Regions from separate parts of the Mus musculus genome. Here regions 2, 3, 4, 5 and 6 are each linked to region 1. A link is a contact called in public HiChIP or PLAC-seq and promoter capture Hi-C data. All regions are on one chromosome and are shown on one strand. Each heading gives the region's core, a stretch centred on a gene start, on an enhancer-like site or on the middle of the called end of the contact. The rest is flanking DNA. Distances are from core to core; before and after follow the strand shown. Region 1 holds the start of E2f5 (E2F transcription factor 5). Region 2 has its middle 21 kb from the start of Gm33819. Region 3 has its middle 45 kb from the start of Gm33819. Region 4 has its middle 28 kb from the start of Gm33819. Region 5 has its middle 66 kb from the start of Gm9733. Region 6 has its middle 67 kb from the start of Gm33819.

The links. Promoter capture Hi-C pulls out the DNA fragments that hold promoters and counts their contacts. HiChIP or PLAC-seq counts read pairs in DNA pulled down with a chosen protein or histone mark.
Region 2: a promoter capture Hi-C map of pre-B cells shows a contact between it and region 1. The contact joins the enhancer-like site here to the promoter of E2f5 in region 1. A contact is called at or near these places in 6 of 39 promoter capture datasets (the C10 cell line, cranial neural crest, frontonasal cranial neural crest and 3 more) and 2 of 115 datasets of contacts at active chromatin or transcription factors (embryonic stem cells and large pre-B cells).
Region 3: a contact with region 1 is called in a promoter capture Hi-C map of pre-B cells. The contact joins the enhancer-like site here to the promoter of E2f5 in region 1. A contact is called at or near these places in 15 of 39 promoter capture datasets (the 3T3-L1 cell line, 3T3-L1-derived adipocytes, the C10 cell line and 10 more), 1 of 15 datasets of contacts at CTCF or cohesin (large pre-B cells), 3 of 484 Hi-C or Micro-C datasets (pre-B cells and rod photoreceptor), 4 of 115 datasets of contacts at active chromatin or transcription factors (astrocytes, embryonic stem cells, large pre-B cells and 1 more) and 1 of 9 other capture datasets (liver).
Region 4: a contact with region 1 is called in a promoter capture Hi-C map of pre-B cells, with 4 times the contacts expected there. The contact joins the enhancer-like site here to the promoter of E2f5 in region 1. A contact is called at or near these places in 7 of 39 promoter capture datasets (the C10 cell line, the HPC-7 cell line, cranial neural crest and 3 more).
Region 5: an H3K4me3 HiChIP or PLAC-seq map of bone marrow-derived macrophages shows a contact between it and region 1, with 7 times the contacts expected there. The contact joins the enhancer-like site here to the promoter of E2f5 in region 1. A contact is called at or near these places in 3 of 39 promoter capture datasets (the C10 cell line, cranial neural crest and pre-B cells) and 4 of 115 datasets of contacts at active chromatin or transcription factors (the 230-238 cell line, bone marrow-derived macrophages, large pre-B cells and 1 more).
Region 6: a promoter capture Hi-C map of the HPC-7 cell line shows a contact between it and region 1, with 4 times the contacts expected there. The contact joins the enhancer-like site here to the promoter of E2f5 in region 1. A contact is called at or near these places in 10 of 39 promoter capture datasets (the 3T3-L1 cell line, the C10 cell line, the HPC-7 cell line and 5 more), 1 of 15 datasets of contacts at CTCF or cohesin (large pre-B cells), 1 of 484 Hi-C or Micro-C datasets (B cells), 4 of 115 datasets of contacts at active chromatin or transcription factors (astrocytes, bone marrow-derived macrophages, embryonic basal ganglia and 1 more) and 1 of 9 other capture datasets (embryonic stem cells).

What each region holds. Positions count from the first base shown.
Region 1 is chr3:14,575,457-14,580,287 of GRCm38.p6, reverse strand. It overlaps E2f5 (E2F transcription factor 5), which reads right to left and starts at 1,617. Exons shown (of 8, transcript NM_007892.2): 1 at 1,265-1,617. The coding sequence starts at 1,468.
Region 2 is chr3:15,176,090-15,181,103 of GRCm38.p6, reverse strand. No RefSeq gene overlaps it. Among named protein-coding and RNA genes, the nearest start is that of Gm33819, 21 kb to the right of the region's middle. Within about 2 kb of position 1,498, at least 21 of the 459 cell types and tissues checked have an H3K27ac peak or open chromatin away from gene starts, as enhancers often do. A contact at or near this core is called in pre-B cells, where this site is marked.
Region 3 is chr3:15,200,032-15,204,802 of GRCm38.p6, reverse strand. No RefSeq gene overlaps it. Among named protein-coding and RNA genes, the nearest start is that of Gm33819, 45 kb to the right of the region's middle. Within about 2 kb of position 1,837, at least 21 of the 459 cell types and tissues checked have an H3K27ac peak or open chromatin away from gene starts, as enhancers often do. A contact at or near this core is called in pre-B cells and pro-B cells, where this site is marked.
Region 4 is chr3:15,126,822-15,131,548 of GRCm38.p6, reverse strand. No RefSeq gene overlaps it. Among named protein-coding and RNA genes, the nearest start is that of Gm33819, 28 kb to the left of the region's middle. Within about 2 kb of position 2,763, at least 14 of the 459 cell types and tissues checked have an H3K27ac peak or open chromatin away from gene starts, as enhancers often do. A contact at or near this core is called in the HPC-7 cell line and pre-B cells, where this site is marked.
Region 5 is chr3:15,263,220-15,268,410 of GRCm38.p6, reverse strand. No RefSeq gene overlaps it. Among named protein-coding and RNA genes, the nearest start is that of Gm9733, 66 kb to the left of the region's middle. Within about 2 kb of position 3,765, at least 2 of the 459 cell types and tissues checked have an H3K27ac peak or open chromatin away from gene starts, as enhancers often do. A contact at or near this core is called in bone marrow-derived macrophages, where this site is marked.
Region 6 is chr3:15,221,495-15,226,226 of GRCm38.p6, reverse strand. No RefSeq gene overlaps it. Among named protein-coding and RNA genes, the nearest start is that of Gm33819, 67 kb to the right of the region's middle. Within about 2 kb of position 1,591, at least 4 of the 459 cell types and tissues checked have an H3K27ac peak or open chromatin away from gene starts, as enhancers often do. A contact at or near this core is called in the HPC-7 cell line, where this site is marked.

The DNA.
Region 1 (4,831 bases), core at 368-2,867:
TCATTTTCCGAGGTTTGAGCATATTTCAGGACAAACCATCAAATCCCACGTTTACCCGGAAAGCCCCGAAATTCTCTGAATTTTTTAATGTAGTCATCCACTACAGGTGAATTTAACTTTAAACAGCAGATTTCAATGGGTGTTTTGTAGCATCAGGTGTTTCTCTGCTGACCTCATTAACGCCAGTGAAACTGGAAACCGTACCATTTGAATTCAATACAATTTGAGTACTGTAGATGCCCATTAGAGGAGGGAAAGAAGAGGTGAGGGTAGGGTGGGGGGAATAAAAGTGGAAAAAGGTCCCAGGAGTAACATTTCCAAATATGAACCGACACTAACTGGCATCTACACCCAGGAAAAGGGGGGAATCCAAGTGCCAACAAGCCAGCGCCTCCCACTGGGCCAGGACAGGACACTCAGCAGAGTTCTGGAAGGCAGGCTTCTCCTGTTAAGACTCCTATTTCCTATGCCTTGGCCACCCACGGTCTTGAGGATGGTAATAGCTTCAAGCCAGGAGCTGTGAGGAGTCATAAGAGGCTATTCGCTGTGACTGTAAACTAGCAATTTTGTTTATTTTTGAAGTATTGGCTCTTTCTGAACCTCCTTGTACTAGCTGAATTTTAATTCGCACGATCCCATACTGTTCCCCTTTCCCTGCGTTGTGGAATCCTTCCAAGTTTTGCCAGGAACGGTTAAATCACTATGACTGAACTGCTTTAAATGGACGTTGTTGTTTGAAAAAAATCCGAACCATAGCAAAGAACGAAGCAAACATCCTTATAAAACCAGATAAAGCTTACTAAGTAATTTCACCACTTAGTCTGAACGGCACAAAATGACCCCTCTCTGTGTGACCGCAAATCTCAGGTCTAGAAAGTAGAAAGATTCTAAATTAAGCCAACAAATCCAATCTTACTTCCCAATTCTTAATTCTCGATGAAGAATGTCCCCTTCTAAAAACTACTACTTTAGAGGAGGTGTGGAAAGTTTTCTCTTTTCCTCTTTCATTCCGAAGAACTGGCATGAAAGTTCTTCAAAACAGGAATGAAGTTCTGCAGAGCGGTCGGTCCTTAAGCGAGTCCAGAGCAGAGCGCGAATTCCTGGGCGCTCGCTCCGGGTGCTCCTTTGTGGCCAGGGCCGCGCGGTGGCCGGTCGGTGGGGCCCCCGCATCCATCCCGGCCCCTCCGGGTCCGGAGTCTCGGCGCAGTGGGGGTGGTGGACCCAGCACCCTCGGGCGGGCCTCGCCCTCCCCATCCCCGCTCACCGCTTTGAGATCCAGGACGCCGTCCTGCGCCTCCTGCAGCAACGACACGAATTTGGTGGTAAGCAAGCCCAGGCTCTTCTCGTGCCGGCTGCTGCCCCCCGCGAGCGCCGCGGACGGCTGCGAGGATGGCGCCCCATGCGGCGGCGGCTGAGCCTGGGCCTGCGGCGTGGGCTGAGCAGAGCTCGTGGGCTCCGCCGCCGCCATCACCGCCGCGGCCCTGCTGTCCTCTGGCGAGGAGCCGCTCCGCCACCGGCAGAGGAGGTGCGCGGACTCCGCTCCCCGCCCACGGCGCGCCCCGCGTCCACCAGTCCCCGGAGCCGCGCGGCTCGCGCACGGCACCACAGAGCGCGCGGATTCACACGAGCGGCCAGCGCCGCGAGGGTGGGCCCGAGTTTAAATGGCAGGAAGTGACGCCGCGCGGCGTTGCCTAGTAACGCACTCTCCGCGGAGGGGCGGGGCAGTCGGGTTCCCTCAGGCGGAGCGTGCTTTTGGTCGGCCTGGAGCGCTCATCCCTGATCAGGTGCAAGTATTGTAAGGCTCATCTTCGCGTAAATAGGAGAACGCCGCGTCCCGGAAGGTTTTGGGACTCTGACCTTCAGTCTTTTCCAAAGCCTTTTCTGCAAACAGAAGCACCTGAGCCTTGACGGTGAAGGAAGTAGACCCCCAGCTCTTTCCTTACCTGCCTTTAGTGTTCTTTACAAAATTATACTCTTTTGCTCCCCAATAATTCTATTATTGAGACAATCGCAGCATCTTTTGACTTATTGACATCGTAAACTATGGCTCGATAGTAAGATCACAGATATAAGAGGAGGAAATGTGCTCCCACATTTTTTATTTGCAAACTTGAGACTCAGGATTAAAATCTTCAACACCTTGGGTGGGTAAGATGGGTCGGGGTAGTGTGGGGAGCAACCTCTCAGAGGCAAAGGGAAGGGGGTATGGGATGAAGAACTTTTGGAGGGGCTACCTGGAAGGGGGGGTAACATTTGGAATGTAAATAAATAAAAGTTTACAAAAAACAAAAAACAAAAACAAAAAAAAACCCAAGATCTTAAACAACTTGGTATTCGCACCTGTTGAATATCCTTCACACTTAACAAGTAGTAGGTGACTAAAAACATCATTTGGCAGGAATTAATGAAGACATATCCTTCATGCAAGAATGCCCAAATTAACAGTAGGGAAAAAAAAAAACAAAAAAACAAAACGCGAGGAGAAACTGACAGCATTAACTAGTAAATCCTGAAAACAATTTTAAACCAAAATTTTTCCAGGCGTCTGGAGCAAAACTTCTGTAGGGGAAGCATTTTCCTTCAGAGCTGCAACACTTAAAATCCCCGTCTGCCCCCCCAATCCACCTGCAGATTCTATTCCACTGACCCTTTCCAGAGAGATACCCTCTTTAGCCTGTCTTGTTACTTAGTCTTTCTGGGTCTGGGGATTGTAGCATTATGTTTACTTTACAGCTAAGATCCACTTATAAGTGAGTATGTACCATGTTCATCTTTCTGAGTTTGGGTTACTTCACTCAGGATGAGGTTTTTGAGTTCCATCAATTTGCCAGTATATTTCATGATGTCATTTTTTTTTTTAAACAACCGAGTAATACTCCATTGTGATAATGTACCACTTATTTTATCTTTAAATCCATTGTTCGATTGAGGGAATGTAGGTTGTTTCCAGTTTCCGGCTATTATGAATAAAGCTGCTGTGAACATAGGTGAACAAATGTCCTTGTAATAATATGTAGCATCCTTTGGGAATATGCCCAAGAGTGCTATAGCTGGGTCTTGAGGTAGATTGAGTCCCCGTCTTTTGAGAAACCACTATATTGATTTCCAAAGAACCTGTACTAGTTTGCCCTCCCAACCAGCAATGGAGGTGTGTTTTCATTGCTCCACATCCATTCCCCAGCAGAATTTGTCACATGTGTTTTTGATCTTAGCCATTTGACAGTTGTAAGATGGAATTTCAAAGTCGTTCTAATTTGTATTTCTCCTGATGGCTAAGGATGTTGACCATTTCCTTAAGTGTTTCTTGGCCATTTGAAATCCTTTTGTTGAGAATTCTCTGTTTGGATCTTTACACCATTTTAATAGGATTATTTAATTTGTTGATGTGCGATTTCTGGAGTCCTTTATGTATTTTGGATATTAGCCCTCTGTCAGATGTGATGGGATCTTTTCCCATCCTGTAGGCTGCTGGGTTGTTTGTTTGTTTGTTTTCTCCTATTAATGGTGTCCTTTGCCTTATGGAAACTTTTCAGTTTCATGAGGTCCCATTTATCATTATTGATTTTATTGCATGTGCTACTAGTGTCCTATTCCGGAAGTTGTCTTCTATGCCTATGCTTTCAAGGCTATTCCTCATTTTCTCTTCTATTAGATTCAGTGTGTCTGGTTTCATGTTGAGGTCTTTGATCCACTTGGACTTGATTTTGTTCAGGGTAATAGATAAGAATCTGTTTTTATTCTTCTACATGTAGTCATCCAGGTAGACCAGCACCATTTGTTGAAAATGCTTTCTTTTTTCCATTGTATATTTCTGGCTTCTTTGTCAAAAATCAGATTACATAGGTGTATGGATTTACTTCTCGGTCTTCAATTCCATTAATCAATGTGTCTATTTTTATGCCTAGACCATACAATTTGTATTATTATTGTTCTGTAATACTGCTTGAAATGGTGATGGTGATACCTCTAGATGGTCTTTTATTATAGAGGATTGGTTTAGCTATCCTGGGTTGTTTTGGTTTTTTTTCCCCCATATGAAGTTGAACATTGTTCTTTCAAGGTCTGTAAAGAACTCTGTTGGAATTTTAATCTTAGTGCACATTTTCATTATGTTCACTCTACTGATTCAGGAACATGGGAGATCTTTCCATCTTCTGAAATCTTTAATTTCCGTCATCAAATACTTGAAGTTTTTATCATTTTGGTCTTACTCTTGTTTGGTTAGAGTTAGCCAAGATATTTTGTAATATTTGTGGCTATTGTGAAGTATATTATTTCCTTGATTGCTGTCTCAGTCTCTTTTGTCATTTGTATATAAGAAGGCTATTGATTGTTTTTTTTTAAGTTAATTTTGTATCCAGCCACTTTGCTGAAGGTATTTATCAGCTGAAGGAATTGTCTTATAAAATGTTTGGGGTCTCTTATGTATAACATATTATCATATGCAAATAGCAACACTTTCCAATTTGAATCCCCTTGATTGCGTTTAGTTTTCTTATTGCTCTATCTAGAACTTCAATTACAATATTGAATACATATAGACAGTAGGCAGCCTTGTCTTGTCCCTGATTTTAGTGTAATTCCTTTGAGTTTCTCTCCATTTGATTTCATGCTATCTATAGACTTGCTGTAAATTGCCTTTGTTATGTTTAGGTCTGACCTTTATATCCCTGACCTCTCCAAGGCTTTTATCATGAAGGGGTGTTGAATTTGTCAAATTTTTTTCAGTGTATAATGAGATGATCATATGTTTTTCTTTCAGTTGTTTTATATGGTGGATTGATTACATTGACTTATTTTCATGTGTTGAATGTTTCCTGTGTGTCTGGGA
Region 2 (5,014 bases), core at 249-2,748, 600 kb before region 1:
AGCCTCCCTGCTGTCCTCTCATACTAGGGCAGATACAATAGAGTCTGCTTTTTCCTGTCAAACAAAATGAGAAAGTGAAATTTTCCTTTATAACTAAGTGTAAGGTAATCTTTGTGATGAACGAATAATGAACTTGGATCTTTCTAGTAACTTCATCATTTCAAATCCTGACAAAAACAAAGTTGGTTTTGAAAAATTTTACAAACTGCCAGAAAGAACTAGTAAAAATCCTTGGCATGTTATCTCATGGCCATGGGAGAAGTGTGATTTAAAACTGCTACACATATGGAATACCACTGGGTGCTGGGAACCCAGGCTGCTAACTCACACTTCTCCCCTTGCAGTCTTAAAAACAAGCCTGGTTTTGGTTGACCTAATAGGAAATGTAATAAAAACTCATTTCTCTGAATTATTACCTAATATTAGTAGAATTTCAAGTGTAGTATTCTGTTAACAGACAGGAATTATGACTCAGCTATTAATTTATTTTCATTATATATAAATAAATCTGGTAGTTTCCCCAGTAATCATTTTCAAGATGTCTGAGAAAACATGATTGTCTGAAATTCAGCTATATTACTATATTCTTGACCCTGATTTGTGAAGAATTAGTACTTGTAATTCACCCTTTATGCTTGTAAATGGAAACATTTCTTAGCATATAGTGGAGAGAAGGAAAATGTTTATTTAACAAGTGCTTCCAATTGAATCCATACCAGTCTTCAATTTGCATTCAGTTTTTAGTGTCATATCTATTCCTAGTTTTTGTGTATTCATGAGGGTTTTCCTAGTTTTAAAAAACATGTTTGCAATTTGACTCAAATACCCGTATATTCAAGTATGTGTCCATGTGTGCATGTATACTGAGTGAAGGTACTTGTGCAGTTTGACTCAAATACCTGTGTATTCAAGTATGTGAACATATGTCAAGTGTGGACAAAAACAGGTAGGATGTATTATCTTTTTGTTCTTCCATTCTGGATTTTGAGAAATTAGCACTTTTGTTTTGCATTTGTCAAGAATATTTTGGTTAGGATCAGAAAATGAATGTGTTGCAGAAGAATAGAGCAAGTTGGTCATCACTAAGAGGTCAACATCCTAGACTGTGTGGCTCTCTTCAGTGCTGGTGACCCCTGTGTTCCATGGCATTGGTAAGAAGGCACACATTAAATTCCTTAAAGTAAGTCCGTACGTTTAATTAGCCAAAGTTCATTAATTAGTATTAATTAATTCATTTAATATTCTTGCTCACACAGACAACACCTAGGAGTTTCTTTCCAAATGCTCTGTGATCTTCTTCCCTAAGCCTCTCACTTACACAACTTAGCACAGATGTCTTATGGGATCTTTATTCCTGAAGCCAGCGCTGTCGGACAGTTTCTAAAAATGAAAGTGAGAATATCAACAGAAGTAATTTCTTCATTCTTAATGACGTCTACTAACTTGCATGTCAATGTAGATAGCTTCAGTTTCAGTTCTAGTTGAGAGCATCAGGCAGATTGAGAATCAGTTTGTTTCTTTTACCACAAGACAGCTGGATATGCAGCTTAGCCTTGGTGACTGTTCTGTTCCTACTGCATGAGTTAGGCATCATTCCAGGCTAAGCTGGACTGACATGCGACAACTTCCTTCAAGCTGATCTTCAAGGCAAAATGTCATCAAGTCACACTCATTATTCAAAAGCAGGGATCACTTGCAGGGCTTTGCCTTTCCCAAACACCTCTTCTGCCCTCCTTCCAGGAGAAAAACTACTTTTTAGAATTAACAGCTATTAAAGACTGCTATGCACAAAACATGTGGCAAGGTGACAACAATATAGAGCAATAAATGTTGTCTCAAGGGACCAGATGCTGGACACATGCAAAGCACAGGAAGTAGAGAATTGAGAGGGCCCAGTGGGGATAAATGTGCATTGACAATGACATAATGGATGTTTCTAACTTCAGAAGCTTCCGGCAGGGCACAAACTTTCAGGGTGTCTGCAGATTTCCAGGCAAAAAAACGAAATCAGAACACCCAGGTCAAAGAAGAATCTAAAATCTGACCCACTTTCTGTTTAACCCAAATGAAAGGTCTACAGGCCAGTGTGTGGCTTCTATAGAACTAAATATGGAACTAGAGAACAGAAAATGAGTTCTCAAAATTAAAACAGCTGAGTGAGAGTTTTCTAGTCCTCCATTTTACTGATTGATTGATTGATTGATTGATTGATTGATTAGAAAGATGCTGTTGACTTAGCCATTTGGAAAGGTTATCAAAAACTGGCACCTAGACAAGGTGCTGTTTGATCCTGAGGCCATGTGGTCAGCAGAGTGTCTAACTCTCACCCCTTTCTCACTGCTCACTGGTATTCCTTCATTGGTAAAATAAAACCATGAATTTGAATGGTGTCTACTCTTCTGTGTCACTTTGGGTGACTACTTAGCCAGTGTTAGGACTGAGGATGACAGTAATAGGGATGGTATAATGTTTAGAATATATAGAACGTCCTGACAAAAGATAATAGAAAAATTGAGACAGAAAAACAGGCACAGCAAACAGTAGGGAAAATTGCCAATAGTCTATCTGTATCAACAACATACAAATATATATTAAAATAAGCATGAGATATGCTTTCCCTTTTAAATCTCTCACTAGGAAGGCAAAATGAACACAAATGGAGATCAAGTGCTACACTGCAGACCGAAAACAAAAAATATGCAAGTTGGTTAAGAATGTTTCTGAGGAGACTTAGCAATTTTTATTAGAATAATTATATGCAGTAGGAAAATACTGTCAAAGATGCTCAATGCAATCTTTACTTTGGCATTACTGGGAGAAATGAAAATTGCTAAGCAAACACCTGATAAGTATAGTTTGGAACAATCAAGTGAAATGGCTGTACCAGTTAAATGAGGAAACAAGTAGCAAATGGCACCAGTTAGATGAAGTAGCAATCCATATTTGGAAATTGGAAAATACTTTAGGAAATATTAGCTTAGGTAAAAAGGTTTCCCAATAGAATATGGTAACCCTGAAACTTATATACATATAAAACAAAAACAAACTCAGAAGGTTATAGTAATATATTGTGTACATATTCATGTACATAAGTAATGATAATAATAATTTAAGAGTGGAGGGCATAGGAGAGGCTGGGGAGAAGAAAAGGAGAAGAAATCTGATAGAATTCTATTTTAATTAAAAATAATTTTTTAAGATGACAAAAATGACACTGACTAAAATTTTTATTGAGTTTTTCTTAAATATATAAAACTATATTTTAAAGTATGTACCCATATGTCTATAATGCATAGAAACTGGCCTACAAAGTCACAAAACAGTGTCTATAGTACTATTGAATGAAGTGAGACTCAGGAAAGCAGCAGAGAGAAGTGAGCCTTGTCTGGACTATTCAATATTTTCAATTGGTGGAGTAAACAAATGCCTTTCTAAAGGTGGCAATTTAAACCATAATGAGATCAGAGGAGGTAGGTTTCACTCTGCCCTATGAACTCTTTGAACTTAGAGCCAACATGGGGGCCTAATATAGGGGTACACAGAAAGGTGGCCTTCATCTTTCCAGGCTATTCCAATGTCAAGCTGCATAACTAATCAGGCATAACCAATCTCACACAAAGTCACTTAAGCAGCTTGATAAGGTACTTGGCCTATATGATCTATTAAAATAGAGAATGAGACATTTCTTAGAGAGGGACTGCAGTTTAGTGACTTGATTCACCTAGAATATTTAAACTAATAGAAGCAGGCTGGAGAGATGGCTCAGCAGTTAAGAGCACTGACTGCTCTTCCAGAGGTCCTGAGTTCAAATCCCAGCAACCACATGGTGGCTCACAACCACCTGTAATGAGATCCGATGCCCTCTTCTGGTGTGTCTGAAGACAGCTACAGTGTACTAATATACATAAAATAAATGAAATCTTTAAAAAGAAACTTTAATAGAAGCAAAAAGATGGAAGACAGTGAGTGGAGGAGAATCAAATGTGTTGAAAGCATAAGAATAGCGGATGGTGGGTAGATACTTCATTCCTCCTTAGAATATGGAACAAAATACCCATTAAAGGAGTTATAGAGACAAAGTTTGGAGCTAAAACGAAAGGATGGACTATCCAGAGAATACCCCACCCAGGGATACATCCCATAATCAGCCACCAAACCCAGACACTATTGCATATGCCAGAAAGATTTTGCTGAAGGGACCCTGTTATAGCTGTCTCGTATGAGGCTATGCCAGTGACTGGCAAATACAGAAGTGGATGGTCACAGTCATCTATAAGATGGAACGCAGGACCCCCTATGGAGAAGCTAGAGAAAGCACCCAAGGACCTGAAGGGGTCTGCAACCATATAGGTGGAACAACAATAGAACTAACCAGTACCCCCAGAGCTCCTGTCTCTAGCTGCATATGTAGCAGAAGATGGCCTAGTCGGCCATCACTGGGAAGAGAGGCCCTTTGGTATTGCAAACTTTATATGCCCCATACAGGGGAATGCCAGGGCCAAGAAGTGGGAGTGGGTGGGTAGGGTAGCAGGGTGGAGGGAGGGTATAGGGAACTTTCAGGATAGCATTTGTAATGTATATAAAGAAAATATCTAATAAATAAATAAAGGTTAACAAAAAGAATAGCGGATGGTGGGTTTGTAGGTGGCAGGTTGGTTGTGACCCTCCCTGTCCCTGGGGATATCAGTTCCTGAGGGCAAAGGGAACAGAGACAACAGACTGGGATTCAGAAGCCCTGTGGACGCATGCTGTAAATGAAGACACGAGGACCAACTGCTAGGAGGCAGAGCAACTTTACTTGGGGTGATTCAAGCCTTATATAGTTTTGAGGGCTGGAGGTAAGAGCATCCAGGATGGGCAAAGGTCACTGGCTGAATGTGTAAGGTACCAAAACAGACTCTTTAGCATAAAAAGGCATTCCAGGAATCTCAGGTGCTAGCTGAATGGGTTTTTGTTGGGAGAAAGGAAGTTGAACCTAATAAATCTAACTAAGGCTACAAGATATTCTGCAGGT
Region 3 (4,771 bases), core at 588-3,087, 620 kb before region 1:
AATAAAAAATGAAGCTAGAGTTTCTTAAGCATAGAGACAACTGAAGTAGTAGCCAGAAGGAAGTACAAACATAAATAATAGACTTCAGAGACCCAAGAATGGAAACCTAGAAGATCTGCTTAGGATTAGGCTCTTGCCCTAGCTGACAGTGGAGCCGCAGGTCTGTCAGTAGTTTACATTTGAGACTGCTGTGTATATCCCACCTTAAGATGTTGGCACTGGGCAGGTTGACTGGCCTTCAGGTCCTTTTGCAGATCTAATATGCACATGTTCAGCCTGTAGTCTTAAGCCTATAATCTTGCTTTCTGACAAGTATGACATGGCAGGGCAGTGGGTGCTGGAGTTGACATGCAAGGCTTTCTCTCCAGCTCTACCTTAAGTGACATCATTTTGATAGCTTGGAATCTTCCAGCTTGGGAGTACTTACAAATTTTCAGGTTCTTCAACTGAGGAATTCTTTATTTGTATTCTAGAAAAAAAAATAAATTGTGCTCTGTTCTAGTACTCTTTTTCTAAACATAATAGTTTTATTAATTATTTAGGAGTTTCATAAAATCCACCCATACCATGTTTGCTTCCTATTCTTTCCAGGTCCACCCTTGTGCTACATCCTCCCCCCCATGATAGCAAACAAACAAACCCAGAAAGTCAATTTTATGTTGCCTATATACTCACGGGAGCATTGTCAAGTTCCCAGTGGCCAGCCCTTTGAAAATAACTGAATCCTTCCCCACTCCACTGCCAGAAACCATCAACTGTGAAGAAAGAGCTATACTTCATCATCTTTATCACATTTTTTAATGACTCACTTCAATGGTTTCCTGTCTGGACTGTTTCATTTTTCATATTTTTGTTTGTTTGTTTGTTTGGGAGGAGAGGTTGCTGCAGAAGCCTTCAATGTCTATCCTTCTCTGTTATGGGTCATCAATATCATGGCGCTACAAAAGAAATTTCTTTGCCCATAGCAGCAGGAGACAGCATGGACCACATACACCCACACAGCCTCTGATGGCAGCAGGAAACCTAGACTTCAACATAGTCTCCTGCAGCAGTCCCAATCATGGTCATCAACATGGCCTCTGGTGGCAGCAATAGACACTGCTACTGCTTCCAGCAGCAGCACAGACCTCATCACCATGTCCACCCTCAGGAGTATGGATCATGGAAACCAGCGCGACCCCTGGCTGCACCACAGACACTGGAAACTAACTTGACTCCAACGGTACAATGAACCATGGAACTTTTTCCAACAGGCTTAATGACCATACTTCATATTGGATATCTTGTTTGTTGCTCGGAGGCAGAGTACTGCTGGACAGACCATTCGGAAGCAGAACGTGTGAGTTCCAGGTTTCCGCACCATCCTGCCAGCCCCATTCAGTGGCAACAACATGCTCCCCCATGCATGATAGCTGCACTCTCACACCCATTACAACGCCTCTCTATCTATAGTTCGGCCTCTCTGCCTTGCTCACACCACTCCATTTGGCCTTCTTTCCCACATTTATCCACTAAAATGTCATTGCAAACTGCTGTATATGCCTTTGTCCAAACAGCTTTGCATGCAAATGCTGCGATGAGTCATTGGTCTGCTTTCTGAAGCTCCATAAATACTGGAATTTCACTGAGATCCATCTCCAATATCCAGTTGTTGCTCAGAGTGAGGAAGACCTTGCTGCTGAGCAGTGCATTCAGGAGCAGGATAAGCCCAAGCCCCAGACTGCTGCACACCTCCTTGCCCCCAGCCTCAGCCGTCCCCCAGTTCATCAGAAACGACCATCATGCTTGCATTCTGTGGGTAGCACTGAGGCCTGTGCTCAGTCCCCATGAACGGACCCCACTCGGCGACAACCTGCTCTGCAGTTGTCTCTAGTTTCACTTCTCCTCCCCGTGTACTCTGCCTCCTTTTTCTCCAATTTCATAAAACCACTTTTTAACAGCATGGTCCCATGAGACCATCTCTTTTTCAGTTGTTCCAGAGACACTTTCCTGGAGCGTCCTCCACTGCTAGGTCTTTCCTCCAAGCCCCCATGGATCTCTCAAATTCCTCTCTGCATTTCCATGAGTGCTGGCATTCTCAAACCTCTTCTATCAAGACCCTTACTTTATTTCTCTATTTCATTTTTGACTTCTACATCGGTAACTCTTTTCATAATAAATCTGTTGAGATTTAAAGTAAAGCATTTGTTCTTTTATTTGAAGGGAAAAGTTGAATGTACGATTTATCAACAGAATTTCACGTTGAATTTGAAAATACAGATTAAATTTGTTTTGTCTTAAGTCTAATTTGGTCTGCTGACATCCATAATACCAGATGCCATAGTTTTCGATACTGCAAACAGATGATGAGATTTTTTTTCAGTCGTGACTGGTTTCAAAGTGCTGTTTAGGACAGCATGGAATAGGTTGAGCCCCAGCTTCTTTTCTCTCCAGTGCTCAGTTTCTGTTCATCTTTTGCATCCATCCTTTCTGAAGTGCTATGGCTAAACTCACTGGCAAAAAGACTAAAGCAGAGCATTGCCCTGGCATGAGTTTTTCTAAACTTTTAAGTTTGAAACACATCACTTCTATGAGGCGGCACCATTTCTGTGTGTAGCATTTCACCTCCAATTTATCTACTACAATTGGATTCCTAAGTTCTCTCAGGTTCTTTCCTTCATTTTCCCCAACTCTTGTTTGCTGCTGCTTTCTGGCTGAATGATTCCCATCTCCTCTACTGCTCACAGAGGACAAGAGTGCTCCCACCTACCAGCCAGTAACTGATACGTTACAGTTTTGCTATAGAAACAACAGCAGAAACTCAGGTTATTTAACTCATCTAAAACTATTAAAATATATTTCTAAGCTTAAGAGGAAAAAAAAGGGGGGGCTGAGGATTCAAACTTGGGACACATAGTGTCTCCCAGCAATTTCCTGTAGCAAGAACCATGTCACATCTCCCTTTAGGTCAGCCTATAGAAGCTAAAGTGTTAGAATATCTACTGCTTATTTCTTTGTGTTCTTCTCTGAAACTTTCACAGATGTTGAGCCAGAGACTGGACCCGCTCAGGCCATATGATGATGATCTATCTTCTTAGAACATTGACAATTCAATTTTCTTCTTTCCAGTTTATATGCCCTTCATTTATATCTCTTAACTGATTTTTCCCCCGGTGGGGTGGGGGAGAAGGATTTCCAGCTCTAGGTCGATCAAAACTGAAAGTGGGCAAAATTCTCTTATTCCAGATCACAGTGTGAATGTTGACAGTGTAGAAGTTGGGCAATGCTGAGATCTATTCGCATTGCTTACACAGTCACTCATCCCTTCTTTTCCACGAATAGTGTTTTCCTAAGAATTGTGCTAGAGAGAGACTAGTATTTAACCGGACTATAGTTGTGGTCATGTTGATGTTTCTTGTTTATTTGTTTGTTTGTTTACTTGGTTGATTGGTTGGGTTTTCAAGATAGGGTTGCTCTGTTTAATGAGCTTTGGCTGTCCTAGAACTCAGTCTGTAGACCAGGCTGGCTTTAAACTCATAGAGATCCACCTGCCTTTGCCTCCTGATTGCTGGGATTAAAGGCCTTCACCATGGTTGATTGGACATTGCCTCTCCTCTGCAGAAGGTTAAACATTGACTCATCTTTGATTTTAAAGGTATGTAAGCTACATTCCAGCTCTCAAGCACTGTACAATGTAATAGAAAATCTAGTCACAAAAACAAATAAACATGGTGATAAAATAACTGCTATTTTCTGTATGACTGAGTTTTATTCTGGACTTTTAATTTTGTCAGTTATTATTTATTTAATGATTGATAGATTTTTTGATGATACTTGTAATTGTATCTAGTATTTTGTAGATATTAAGCAAGCAGTCTGCCATTGAATATTGAATCCAGTGCCTTATACATACTAGACAAGTACTTTATTACTGAACTATACTCCTAAATCTACATCTTTAATTCTCCTTGTTTAAAAAGAAAATGAATCCATTCATGAAGAAACCAAAGGTCCACTACATTAATTATCAGGACTTGTTAGAGCTCTCTGACCTACAAAAGTTTCTTGCTCTAATAAATTCTTGGAAATGATTCATTTTCCCAGGACTCATATATTCACACTTGTTTGACTTGCTGTATAATTGAAAGAGAAAATGGTAAATGACTGAATACATCCCTTTACATTTCCAGTTATCTACTATGATTAACTTTCCTGCAATAGTGAAAACAAATGTCTGTGAAGAACCTACTGAATGCCAGACAAAGTAGAGGATGGAAATGGAAGAATTACACAAATGTGGATCCTCTGCAAAGCCATAGATAATAAGCATGACTGAGCACAGTGAATGTGTGCTGAGAAATCTGAGTCTCAGTGAACTCCTTACCTCATCAGATTTTCAATGAATCTTTTAGAAGTTTATTCTTAAAGTGTTATGAGAAAAATAACATAGCACGGATATTTTAATCTACCCTCACCCTGCATTTAATTGACACTCTTGTTGATCCTGTTTGCTCCAGAAGGTAAGGCTAATTAAGGGCTACTTCAAGTCAGTCTCCTTAAATACTATTTCTGCTCAGTGAACAAATGAAAGAAAGAGGGGGAAAGAAAGAGGAGGAGAAGGAAGGCTTGGGAGAAAGTGGCACAGAAAGACCAATGCAGAAAGGAGAAATAACAGCATCTCCTTGACCTACTTACAAAGAGGAAATAACAGCATCTCCTTGACCTACTTTGTTAGGTTATTGGATTTTTACGTTTTTTGTTTTTTTTTTTTTTTTTTTTTTTTTTTTACTTA
Region 4 (4,727 bases), core at 1,514-4,013, 550 kb before region 1:
TTGTGTAGTTTGATAAAATTTAGCCTATTTTTGTATCTATGGAACACTATTTTAGCAGTGTCGCTATTTTGATATATGCCTCTTAAAGGAATTAAAATTATATGAACATGGATGGTTCACATTCAATTTTATTCATTTTCTTTACCAATTTGACATTTGGGTAAGTTGAAAATGGGCTAGAATGACCATAGACATTTTAAAATAACCAAAAAGCTTATTTACCTCTATTTACCTAAGATCTTATGTTATTTCACTGTCCAACTAGACCTCTTTGCAATCTATAGTTTGGTTTTATTTTTCTAAATTCTGTGATATATTCCTTTGATCATCACATAGCAAACAGCTTATATCCACATATAAGTTCTGAAACAAAACAAGAGTATTTAGACAACAGTCATGCTATTTATGATATTTATGACCTTGGTGTGTATTAGTATATGTACTACTAAGTAAACAATTCCAAGAAAAATGTATTTGCCTCAACAACCCTGTGTGACATTGGACTCAGCTCCTGGGGAGTTGGGTGTACTAGCCCTGTAAGGAGTCTGCATCATAGGTGTGTTGGCCTTGTAAGGAGTTTGCATTGCATTGCTAGGTGAGCTTACAGGGTAGGTGAGCTAGCCTTGTAAGAAGTCTTAATCCTGTGAGACTGCCCTGGCCCATAGCATTCACCCTTTACTTTGCAGGCTGCAGCTATACTGATCTCACGAGTATCTTCCTGACAAACAGAAGGAAGTCTCTTTCTCTGTCCTAGTGATGTCATAGAAGGAAAGAAAAATTTGCAAATCTCATGCATTTGTCTGAGCTCTGAATTGAGTTTGTCATTGCTTTCTAACATAAATCTCAATAGTTAATCCTCAATGATTTCAATGAACTCTAAAAAATAAACTTTTAGCCTATAAAATTGTATGTCCACATAACTATAGATATTTTTATTTCCTTCATTTCTTCAGACGTGAATGTGCTTAAAGACAACCAAGTGGTTTTTAGACCTCTGACAGTCAGGTGTGGTAAGAGAGATAAAACTTGTTTTCCATTATCAAATCTATACCCTAGGTATCTGTGCATAAGAAGAGCTCTCTCTGTCAAAATTACCAATCAATATCTCAGACAAAGTATGTGCCTTCAATAGTAGATACTAACTCATTTGAAGGTCATTTATATATGCACCTTTACTTGGCAGGTAGAATAGACACCTGAAGCCAAATGACTATGAAATTCTCTATGTGGCCTAAAGGAGGGAGGGGACACAGACAGTTCCAATCATAAGGGAAATGTAAAAATCAATTTTAAAATTACCACAAGAATCCAAAGTTTAGCACACATTCAAGAAGCCAGTTGTTATTGCACAGAACTCTGAGAGTGAATGTGCAATATGTTCTCTCTGCTTCCTGGGTTGACCGGAAATTGCTTGGTTGAGTGACAGGCATATTAGGTAATCCTGTAAAGCCGATGAACATCAATACTTCTACAACCAAGTGAATGACACCTTGAAATGAAATCTATGACAGCGATACTGAACAGTAAATGACAGAAAGGACTCTTGTCTGGGAGGCTTGTCTGTGACACCAGCAGCACACTCAGCCTGCCTTCTGCAAGCCAGCCTGCCTGTTCCAAGGCTGCAGGGGTTTGAATGACAACATATATTTGCATACATGGTCCCCAGTTGGTGAAACTGTGTGGGAAGCCGCCCTCACATTTGCCATTACAAGATGGCGCTGACAGCTGTGTTCTAAGTAGTAAACATAATCTGCACACGTGCAGGGGCAGTTTTCCCGCCATGTGTTCTGCCTTTCTCGTGATGACAACTGGGCCGATGGACTGCAGCCAATCAGCGAGTAATACGTCCTAGGTGGAGGATAATTCTCCTTAAAAGGGACGGGGTTTTGCCATTCTTTCTCTCTCTTGCTCTCTTGTTCTTGCTTTTTCTTGCTCTTGCTTTCTTGTTCTTGTTCTTTTTCTTGCTTTCTTGCTTGCTCTCTTGCTCTGGCTCTTGCTCTCTTGCGCTCTGGCTCCTAAAGATGTAAGCAATAGAACTCTTGCTCTTGCTCTCTTGCTCTCTTGCTCCTGAAGATGTAAGCAATAAAGCTTTGCCGCAGAAGATTCCGGTTTGCTGCGTTCTTCCTGGCCGGTCGCGAGAACGTGTGTAAGAAAACTGTTTAGGAAGTTTTAGGAGGTGAGCCTTGTCGGAGGAGGTGTGTCACTGGGAGTGAGATTTAAGTTTCAAAAGGCCGGGCCATTCCCAGTTAATGCTCTCTGCCTGTGCTTCTGGATCCGATGTTAAGTGCTCAGCCACATGTCAGGACCATGCAGGCCTGCCTGTTTCCATTCTCCTTAATGTGACTTAATGGTTATGGACAGCAATAGAACAGTAACCATGACATAGGGCCTGCATGCTCTCTACTCCCTCACTCTCACCTCATCTACCAGACTGGAGCAGCTGTGATAAAGCATGAACTTGGCTTGGTGCTAAGCAAGTAAAATAAGATCAATGTCCCAAAAGAAACAGAGTAAGAGTAGCCTGCCCTTGGAGACTTTTGGCAGCTACAGAGGTTTAAAGCTTTCAACGAATTTCAAAGACATGGGAATGAAAAAATACATTAAAAAGTCCAAGTTTGTCCCTATTTTAGCCTCAGGAGAAATCAACTACATGTATTAGAATCTGATTTTTCTTTTAGAAGCTCTTTAAATCTGGCCATGTTACAATTAGGCTGAAACACTCCCTTTGCTTCATAGGGATATGGTCAATAGATTTTGTTATAAATGCAATTACTTAAAAGTTAAGAAAGGAGACAAGGCAAGAGCCAAGCCCTCTTTTTGAGGCTGAACAAGGCAACCCAATAGGAGGAATAGAGTTCCAGGAGCAAGCAAAGAATCAGAGATATACTCACTCCCACTGCTAGTAGCTCCTCTTCTCTTATTGCATCTTGTTTTGTTCTGCTTGGCTGTCACCTCTTGGAGGTCTGCTCTTTGTTAAAGAGGAAATGAAGGGGAAGTGGATCTCAGAGAGAAGGGAAGTGGTGGGGAGCTAGAAAGGGTAGAGAGAGAGGAAATTGGCTAGGATATATTGTATGAAAAGAATCTACTTTTAATTTAAAAAGAAAGGAAAAAGTTAAGAAATATTTCTACTTCTAAAAAGAGGAATAATCAGAACAATTCACCAGTTTAAGACTTTGTAGATCTGCCAACCTGTTAGGAGGTAAAATACTAATAGCTTTAAACTATTCCTTGCTATTAATACTCTGTTCACAATACAAACATTGAAAATAAGGATTTGGTGGCCTGGTCACAGTGGGCTTCTACAACATGCCCTGTTCTGAGGCTAGTACCAATATGACCACACCTGAGAACTCTGTGGGTTTTGTGCTCCGACCCTTCGACCTCCCTGGCTTCTAGATACAACTACAATGACATCAGCCACTGCATCCCTGGAGACAGAGCTTGCCTGATGCTCCCTCCTTTCATCCACAATAGGACCTACAATGCTGTGTGAAGAACTGGACCCCAGCTCCTGCTTAACAGCCCCAGACCAGCACAAGAGCAGACAATAAACCCTTCCACTTCAAAAAAACAAACAAAAAACAAAACAAAACAAAACAAAAAAACAACAACAACTCTGTTCACTTGAATTCTCAGACCTGCTAATGATTTTTGCTAAATCTATGTTTCCCAAGACTGCCCTCCCTCCCTCCTACCTTCTCTCCCTTCTTTCTTCAATTCCCCCTCTTATACTTTTTCCCTTTTATTCTTTCCCCTTTTTTCTTTCCTTATTCATTTAATGTAAATATAATAAGTAAGTCTTTTGAAATGGAGTATTTTTCAAAAATATTTCTATTCCTTTAGATCTAATAAGGGAAACAATAGGAATAATTCACACCTATTGTATGACCTCATGAGCATTCTATTGTGACTGTGTAGTTAGAAATCTATACATATAGATTTAAACTGACAGCTAGTGAGATAAGAGATTCCAGGTTTAATATCTAGAAAACAAACCTAATTTCTTCCACATTAAAAACTCATTTGTTCATTCTTCATCTTATTAGGAAGTTGAGTATCTGTGAATTTATAAAAATATAATACATAGTTTCCCACTTATATGTGTTTTTGAAAGCTTAGATAAAACTCCCAGAAGGTTTAGAATTGAAAGCTTTGATATCTTTGATACAAAATATTTATGTGAACATCAGAGTTGTAGGAAGTAGGTCACTATCCCAAGTGATTTTGAAACATCACAGCTTATGCAAACAATGGCTTTCCCACGGATATCATCAAGGGAGCTTCAGCAGTTTGGAGTGCGGTGTGCCAGGAATATGGTATGCCAGGACCATGGTGTATCATGGGAGCGAGGTTTTCCCAGAAAATGAATAAATTCCATTCATAAAGATTTCAACTCTCCTCTCAGATTCTCAAAGTCACTGGCAGATCAACTGTTAAAAAGAACTCTGGCCTATATGTAGTCAATTTTATCTTCACCATTGAGTTAGTACTCAGATAACTGAACAGTGCTCGCTTAGTTTCAGAGCAACCATGGTTACTTTTGAGTACAGGAAGGTAATTAACTTTAACTACAAAACTGCTGCTTACTGGCTGTCCTGTTGTTCTGCCTCCATTTCCTCTGTGTGCCAAGACGTTTTTTGCTTCTGACGCATTCAAGGTCATGTTGTTGTTTTCCTGCCTGAGTGCTTCCTGACAGAGACTCACTCACTCTGCATAAGTCTGGGTTC
Region 5 (5,191 bases), core at 2,516-5,015, 690 kb before region 1:
GAGTTAAGTTTGATATAATTTTTCAATTTAAGTAAGTGTACACAGAGAATTCAACCTTAAGACTCCTTGCTTCTGCAGCCTACAAACTGAGAAAAAATCTTCACTAACTCTACATCTGATGGAAGGCTAATATCTAAAAGATAGAAAGAACTCAAGAAGCTAGATTCCAACAAACCAAAATAACTCAATTTTAAAAATAAGGTACAACACTAAACAGAGAATTTCCAACAAAGGAATATTGAATGGTCACGAAGCACTTAAAGAAATTTTCAAAGTCCTTACTCATCAGAGAAATACAAGTGAAAACAACTCTGAGTTTCCATTTTATACCCATCAGAATGGCTAAGATCAAAACCTCAAGAGATAGCAGATGTTGGCAAGGATGTGGAACAAGGGGAACACTACTCCATTGCTGGTGAGAGTGCAAACTTGAACAATCACTTTGAGAATTAATTTGGCAGTTTCTCAGAAAACTGGAAATAGTCTACCTCAAGACCCAGTTATACCACTCGTAGGTATATACCCAAAGAGTGTTCAACTCTTCCAGGAAGACACTTGCTCAGCTGTGTTCATAGCAGCTTTATTCATAATAGCCAGAAACTGGAAACAACCTAGATGACCCTCAGCTGAAGAAAGATAAAGAAAATGTGGTATGTCTACATCATAGTGAAAGACCCACAACATGAGGACTCCCCCACATTCTGACTCAGGAGTGGCAACACCCCAAATCACTCACAAGAAACGGTCTTGCTGCAAACTGTAAGAGGATTTTTATTCAAGAGTGCTCTCGGGCCCATAGTCATACACCACGCAGGGGTAGAGGACTGTGGCGCCCCAGTAGCTGGGTAAGTGGGTATTTAAAGGAAGAAACCACAACTCAAGGTAGTGGGGATGGTGTTGTTGGAAAATACCAAAGATAACAGTTAAGAGTCCCAAGGAACTGCAAAGTCACAAGAGTCACAAGGAATACCTGGTAATTGTGCAGGTCATCTCTCAAGACAGCTTCTAAGAACCCCTAACAATAGCACATTTGCATAGTGGGTTCCAGCAATGGTCAGGGTGACTTTCTTTGAATGAACACTCTTTGAACCCAGGAAGCAGGTGGGTGGAGGAATGTCACTATCTGTTTTATGATTAGCATACCTTAGAGCAATGAGTCACAGAGGTCACATTCCTAAGCCTGGGCCTAAAGGCCTAGAATTTTGTTTTTACGTTATACTTTCAGGAGAATATTATTCAGCTACTAAAAGCAAACATATTATCAATTTTGCTGTTAAAGGAATAGAACTTAAGAATATCATCCTGAGTGAGGTATTCTAGTCATAAAATGTATGATATGTACTCATAAGTGGATATCAGCCTTCAATATAGGTACCATGCTATGCTGCACAGACTCAAAGAAGATAAATAAGAAGGAAGGCACAATCCAGGATGCTTGAATCTCACTTAGAAGAGGGAATAGTCATATGTGGCAGATGGAGGGAGGGTAGAGGGTTAGGGAGAGTAATGAAGGCATTCAGGATCAGGTGTAGGGAAAGACAGAAAGGATGGATAGATGGCCATGAAAGTAATTGAAAATCTGCAACTGACAGGGGTGAGGAGGTGGGAGACATTTCCCAGGCAAGACAGAGACCTGAGATAAGGAAGGTACTCAAGAATCAATGGGGGTGAATCCCAACATTGGGGATATAAAACCTGAAGAGGCCATCTCCTATAGCCAGATAGGACCCCCAGTTGAGCAATAAAGACACCAACCTACACACAAAACTTTCAAACCAAAATTTATCCCGATTACAAGAAATGCAGGCAGGGGAGAGGGACCAGTAACTTAGTGAATGGCCAACTAATAACCAGCCCAGTTTGAGACCCATCCCATAGGCAAGCAGCAATCCCTGACACTCTTAATGATACTCAGTTATGCTTGCAAATGTGAGCATGTTGTCCTGTGAGAGACTCCACTCAACTGCTGACTCAGACAGATACAGACACCCACAGCCAAAGAGTGGATGGAGCTTGAGGACTCTTTTGGAAGAACAGGGGGAAGGATTGTGTGTCCAAGAGGGGATAGGAAGTGGAGGTAAAAAGATACCAGTCCACAAAACTTTAAACCCAAAATTTATCCTGACTACAAGAAATGCAGGAGCAAAGATGGAACAGAGAATGAGGGAATGACCCACCAATAATTGGACCAACTTAAGACCCACACCATGGGCAAGCACCAAACCCTGACACTCTTAATGATGCTCTGCTATGCTAGCAGATAGGTGCCTAGCATAACTGTCCTCTAAGAGATTCTACCTAAGAGCTGACTGAAACAGATGTAATGACCCACAGGTAAACATTGAGCAGAGGTTGGGGACTCTTAGGGAAGAGTTGGGGGAAAGACGGAAGACCCTAAAGGAAATAGGATCTATACAGGAATACTAATGAAGCCAACTAAACTGGACCCTTGGGAACTCACAGAGACTGAGCCACCACCTAAAGAGCATACACTGGCTAGACAGAGGCCCCAGACACATATGTAGGAGATGTGCAGCTCAGTCTTCATGTGGGTCCCCCAACAACTGGAGCAGGTGTGGTCCCCAAATCTGTTGCCTGACTAAGGAAACAGTTCCCCATCAGGGTGCCTTATCTGGTCTCAGTGGAGAGGATGTGCCTAGTCTAACCCTGGGGAAACTTGATGTGTCAGTGTGGGAGGATACCCAGGTAGTTCCCACCCTCTTAGAGGAGTGGGGATGGGGAGAGGGACTTCATGAAGGGAGAATGGAAAGGCAGTGATTGTGATGTAGATAGATAGATAGATAGATAGATAGATAGATAGATAGATAGATAGATAGATAGATAGATAGATAGATAGATCATCCAGCTTCTGGATCTATGCATAAGCACTGGCCTTTTGGTAAGATAGTTTATATATTCTTTATATATTCTTCCCCTAAGTCTCATGTTAGAATTCTGTCTTTCACAAAAGTTGCAACTGCACTGAATTGTATGAAGGGACTGTGTATGAAGAAGAGGGTAAAACAGCAGATAAAAATCCCAAAATTACTTTAAAATATTTTGGCAAGATATATTGAAAGCAATGTGATTTGAATCTTATAGATTCTTAATAGTGTGTGCAGAGGCTTGGGAAATCATTAGTTTGGGGCTTTGAAATTTTATCTTACAAAAGAATTTAATGGTATTATGACAGCATTGTTAAAAAAGATATTCATCTAAAAAAATAAAGTTCTTGGCACACAAACAATGCATAATGAGTGATAGCTAATTTTATTGTTCTACCAACTAATGATCATTTATAGTTCCTTCAGTGTCAACAAACTTTGAAATGGCTTTCAAAATAAACACAAGTAGGCCCTAACTTGCTTCAGTTGTCAACTTGATACAACTTAGAAATTATCTCAATTGATGAACTATCTATATTTTCCAGTGAGCATATCTTTGAAGCATTGTTCTGACTGCACATTGCTGTAGAAGGACTTCACCCTCTTTGGCTGTCACCATTCCCTGATAGGTAGTCTGGCCTTGAATGAGAAAGCTAAATAACTAACGACGAGTCTGAAAAAGTGACCTGCTTGAGTCCTTTCCCTACTTCACAGAGACTATAAAATAAACCAACCAATCACATCATCGTTTCAAGTTTTTCTTTACTAAACATATTATCTTGACAGCTTAAATGATTAGAAATATCAGCATTGCAGTGAACTCTGGGAGAGCCACACATTTCATAAGCTTTGAACATATTCCGCCATCTTCTGGTAGTGTATGGTATTGCAATCAAATGTCAACATGGTGTCCTTCAGCTGGTTTGTATATTTAGCCTGAAGAACTCCCAGATTATTTCCTAATAAGCATAGTAAGACCCAATATATTTTTGCTCCGTAGTGTTACAAATCATGCTTATATTTTCAAGTAAGATAAAAACAAGTTTCTTCTGAATCCTAATATCATCTTTCACCAGTCTCCTACACACTTGGATTTTGTCTTGATTCATTATGTGCCCTAAGAGCTCTTATCTTCCTAGTTGCCCTAAGAGCTCTTATCTTCCTAGTTACTCTTTCACTCTTTTTCAAGTTTCCATGCTTCCATGATGTATCTTGTTATAACCTTTGTCATTATTTTAAAAGTCTGTCTGCAATTCCTCTTTCCGATGGTGTAGATAGGGTGAGATACGTTTATACTTGAAGACTCCTATGTGTGTGTAACATAATACCAAGATCAGAGATCAAGCTCAGGGAAAATACAGTCATCTTCTCGTCGTAATACATATGATAATGCTTCTTATTGTCCAAAATGGGAGGCACTGTGGATCTACTCAGCTGCAGTGGTCAGTTGTTGGTTAGAGACTCCAGATCATAGCAGAACAGAAAACAGAGCTGTACTTAAAGAGCCCACAAGTTATTTATAGATAGTACCTTCTAAAGGTTTCAAAGTTTCCAAAATTAGCTTTTAGAGCTGAAGATCAGACATTCAGCACAAAAACCTGTAGGGAAGATTTGAGACACAAACCCTAACAGAAATTATTTCAAATCCAAATTATTGTGTATTAATTGAATAAAACAGTATTACTTCAAAACTGAATTCCTAAATTATTGTCTTCCTTGCTCTGCTTTCCATGGTCTTGTTTATTTTTATTTTATTTTCCTTTCAGTGTTTTATGAAATGGTGCTTTTAGTACTAACTACTGGACTTGTTTGAAGAAATACTATACACAATCGTTCCAATGATATAGAGTCATCATATTTCTCATATTAATTGATAAAAGTTATTTTATTTCTATTTCAGAAATAACTACTTAAATGATTAGATATAGCAACCCTTATTTAGTTGTTTGTTTGTTTGTTTTTCCATTGTAAATGTTTTTGAAGTATTTTATATATTTCACTTGAGTCAAATAGGAAAGCAGAAAAGGTATAAGGGAGAGAGAGCAGCTAGAAGGTAAAATTATCACACAAAATAAAAACCTTTTAAAGTTAAATATCAAATTACAAATAACAATGTGTTAAAGCTGAATTTCCTGTTTGAGTCTCAGTTTTCTAATAATCTATTGAAAGAAGTAAGTATGTGTATGCCTCAAAGTTCACAGGGAATTAAAACAAAAATGCATTCTAGTTAGTTGCCATAGATAGCTTCTATGCTTCTCAAGTACATCCCAAAGTAGCTTTTTGCTACGGCTTTGTTGTTTGTAGTG
Region 6 (4,732 bases), core at 342-2,841, 650 kb before region 1:
TTCCTAAATGGTGGCAGCACAGAGGAGCTGAAAAACTTCCATCATTGTGTCCATGGAAGCTGGGAGAGTAAAATTTGAAAAAGGAAACCATGTTTCAGACTAAAGAAGAAACTACCTAATCTCCTGAAGAGAAACAACAACAACAACAAAACTACATAACAAATAAACTACATCAAATTCTAAATAATGTCCTTTTTATTAAAACAGTTGTGGATATGGAACAGAAGGTTAAGGATTTAAAAGAAGCTGAAATATACCTGTTAATAAACTAAAATAGGGTTAGGATGTTGATTTTGGTTTTGATATGAAAATGACGTTAACAGGAGATTGAAGAGACAAACATTTAAGGCCATGGGAAAATGTAAAAGGTGAGAGGGGAAAAACATATCCATGTCAATGGCACAATAGTACACATCTTAACTAAAGAATAAAAGAGCACACTTTGCAAAGCAGAAATGTGAGAACATGGTGATTGCTAAATTCACTGTGCATTTTCAGCTTTATATCTTTCATGCCATCGTTTCTGTCTTTTACAACATATATACACAGCTGTTCCATCCCATCTGTGTATTCTTCCAACTGCAACGATTTCTCATAACTTTGCCCTCACAGGCCTCACTATCTTTTGAGCCTTATTTTTAATATGCCCTAAGCAGGTCAAAGACTAGGCCACTTCCAAATTTCTCCATGGCTAACACATTCTCCCCTCCAATATTCAAGAGTTATTACTTTCTAAAGTCTATATTTCATCTCTACTACCTTAGACACAGTTGAGGAAGTAGCTTGGGGACTGCTTTTCCCTGGTTCCTACATGGCTGGTTCTCTGCCATCCATAGCTCTCATGCTAGCATCCTATTCTCTTTCTGGCAAGGCAGTTCTCCAAACCTCCTTCTTCTTATGGTCCCTTACTCAGGAAATCTGAAGTCCCACCTCTGTCTCTGGGCCTCACCACTGGCCACTGACAACTTTATTTACCAATAGAGACAAATAGGGTCAGGGACCCTCAGCATCTTACAGGCAGATTTGCACATCCCCGTGCGATGTTGGGAGCCAAATTAACACAAATAACATTAGAATCAATTTACAACAAAGACCTGGCTCAATTTTGTAGATAATAGCGCTTATACAGTTTGTGGGATAGTTTTATGTGAAAACTCAGTTGGAGTCTGATGTTTATAGTAAAATATATTTATAAAGCTATGGTGAAGGTGATTTGTCGATATGATTAAAATTCACAGTCTAGTGTGTTGAAGCAAAAGGGATACAAGCTTGGACTGTAGAGTTAGCTCAGTGGTTAAGAGTACTTGATCTTTTTATAGAAAAACTGGATTTGATTCCCAGAACACAAATGGTGGCTCTCAATATCTACACCTCCAGCTCCAGGGGCACTAAAGCCTTTTGACTCCATGAGCAGGCACCAACATTCATACACATAAAATAAGCAAATCTTAACAGAAAATTTCATTAAAAAACAAACCAAAAAAGATTTTTCTAAAAAGAGGAAATTCCCTTTAAAGATAAAGTCAGATGCCCTCCCTGGGTCCCCCACTACTGTTATCAGTCACATGTGTGCCAGTCAAACAGATCTATTTAGCTCAGAGGAAAGGAAGCTCTCTTGTCTCAGATAATCTTCTGGCCAATATCCATGCTTCATCCCCAACACACAGACTGATGTAAAACATAAGGTCACAAACGTCAAAAGATCATGGTATTAAATTAAACCTGCCTAAGAATGACTTACATAATGAATTGAAAAAGCATATAACACAGAAAACCCAACTTAGGAGAATACTTTATAAGGAGAGTTGTGTCTCAGCCCATCACAAAAACAGCATTTCAGCTCCTCACATCAGTCAATTGTTCAAGTCATGTTTAAATACAAAACACTCAGCCAGCAACTTTGGCTGCCTCTGCCCCACTTTCATTTTCTGCCCATAAATATAGCTTCATATTTACTACTTCAAAGGCCTTTGAATTTATTCTAGTTAGGAAGACAGCCTGACTCAGAACTGCTTTAAAACATTAGACCTAAACTAAATTAACAGTAAATTTGAGCAGAATAGTAATATAAAGAAAAGTGATTTTTTTTTTTTGCTCAGCCATCCTTAGAGCTTCATATGATGTATAATTTCAAGAGATTAAATTGTATTAGGTAGGGATCAGAGTTTTAATAATATGAAAGTGGATGAAGGATGTGAAGGTCACCAAGTTAGTCGTTCCATGCATAATTTTATTGCAAGAAAAGCTATATATTACTTATTTCTGTCTTAGGTCCTAGGGAAAGTCTGAATAATTATCTCACATATTTGCACATACTGATTCTGGTTTTGTATGACCTTTTGAATAAAAGGGAACTGGACTGTCCATGGCTAATCTGCATGTACTTCTGTACTATTGAATGTGGGATGCATGAAGGTCAATTGCTTTGCTGTACAATCATAACACCAAGAATTACTAGGCTGATATTTACTAATGCAATTTTTACAGGACACACACACTGAGAGTCACATAATCACAGGAGTCTCTGAGTAAAGAGCATGACTGAGGCATGAAATTTCTGGTTTTCCAAGAAATCTAAAGACTGGTTCAGATGTATCTTTAAAGGCAATTCTCTCTAGAAAGTATAAATGCCTCTTTAGAGGATAAACTTATTACCGGAGTGTGCTTGTTCACACGTTACCAGTGAAATCCTACCTTGGCAGGGGCATTAGTCTTTCCACAGTGTGGAGCTTCCTTGTGTGCATGTTTGAGATTCTTCTGTACAAAGTCCAAGAATGAGTGGCAAGCTTCACATTATAAGAAAACTTCGCATTACTTTCAGGTACGCTGACAACTGTGCCAAAAGGCTCTGTACCTTCTCTGCAGGATACTTCAGTATTGTGACTAAAAGTCGATCATGGGCAATAATAGGGTCAGATCCATTGAACTAAGAAGAGTAACAACAGAATGCCCGGCAAAAGTGAGATGGGATCAGTCCAAGGAGTAAGACTGAGTGATTTATATCTGTTCTTGGATTCTTCCAATCCTCTGCAGTCCTACCTACCCTCTGTCCATTGGAGATGGATTAGGAGTGAGTCTCCCATCTTACCTGGAGTATCTACTGTTTAATGCCCTGGGATCCATGGCCGTGGATGCTATGGGTTATATGCCAACCATGCGGCTCTTCCACCGGAAGGGAAGTAACCTAAAGCATCCTGCCATTTATTCCTATATCCTAATAATCACAAAAGGGTGGGATGTCAATAAAATGAAAATGTTTAACCTTGGGAGTAGATCTACACTGGTGAACATGAGCTAAAGGCAAAGGCAGTCTCCTGGGCTCCTGTCAGTGGTGGGAGTCTGGCTCACTGACTTGGCTCTTCTGTGCTTAATACAGATAAATATGCTCATTTGTTAAAGGTTTTTGCTTGTGTGTCTTGTTTCTGCAGTGATGTAGATCAACGGTAGAAACTCCAGCATGCCAGGCAAGCTCCCTATGACCCTCAGCTCCCTCTGCACACATCCCTTAGCATCCTTTTGTTAGCAAATCCTTCCTGCATGCTCCACATGTACCAGGAAATTCTGTTGCCTAGTTCTCATAACTAAGTGACATTGTATGAATTTACTTTGCTTCTCAGGCAAGAAGATAGCCTCTAGAATATGTTGCTTACCTCTTTGTCTTGATAAATATTTCCAGACCTGACCATTCCAAACATTTCTTAGAAAATTTTAAATATATAAAGTGTCCCCAAATATAGTAAAACTCCAAGATTCATAGTTATAATTAATGAATTTTTTTCTTCCAAAATTCAAGAGAATTATGATAGTAAGATACTTTGGAATTCCAGGCTTATGTTCAGGAAAGATGCAGTTTAAGTGGTGTTTTTATAAAGCAAGAAAACAGCCATATGCAACAGATTCTATGGAAGAACATTTGAGACTCCAACAAGTCTAAACTCAGTTAGTGGGCAGTAGATTGTGAAACTGGTACAAATCAGATAGTCCTCAGGAAAAAAGATAGAAGCATCAAACCTTTCTCTGGGAGTGAGAAATGTTAGATTATCTACATACATCAAGTAGCCCTTACCTGTCCTTATCTACAAGCATCTCTCCTCACCAGCCCTCACTCTTGAAGTCAAGGTTGGAAAACTTCCTGGTGCCCAGGGCAATATTTTAGCCACAACTGGCAAACTTTCCTGCTGTGGTACTGACTATCGTAGAGAATGGTGTGAGTTCTAGTAGAGTGACATAAATTGTAGACCATTGGCAGCATGGAATGATCACAAATCAGCCCAAAAACCTGAGATAGGAGAGATTTCCTAATTGATGCCATGTGAGATCTGAGAGATATGCAGCATGCTCTCATCACCATGACTGTGACCAGAGAGAATGCGGGCTATGCTAGCAAAGCAGCAGTGGTAATGTGAGAGGATGTGATTTTCCTGTCTTATTTGTCTCTTGACAAAAATTCCAAGGTATATCATTGGATTGTGGAGTCATTAATAACTTTCTAGAGCAGAGCAGAATTACATAGTTAGCAGAAATTGATTACATATTTCAAAATGATAATTGATGGAATTTAATATGAAGAAATGATAAATATCTGAGATGATGGATAGGATAATTGTACAGTTTGTTCACACATCGAAACTTCACACTATTAAAATAATTCAAGTGAATCTTTAAATATTTTCAAACTGTTAGCAATTATAACTGATATCTCTCTTCCGGTATCTCCCCAACAAACAAGGTG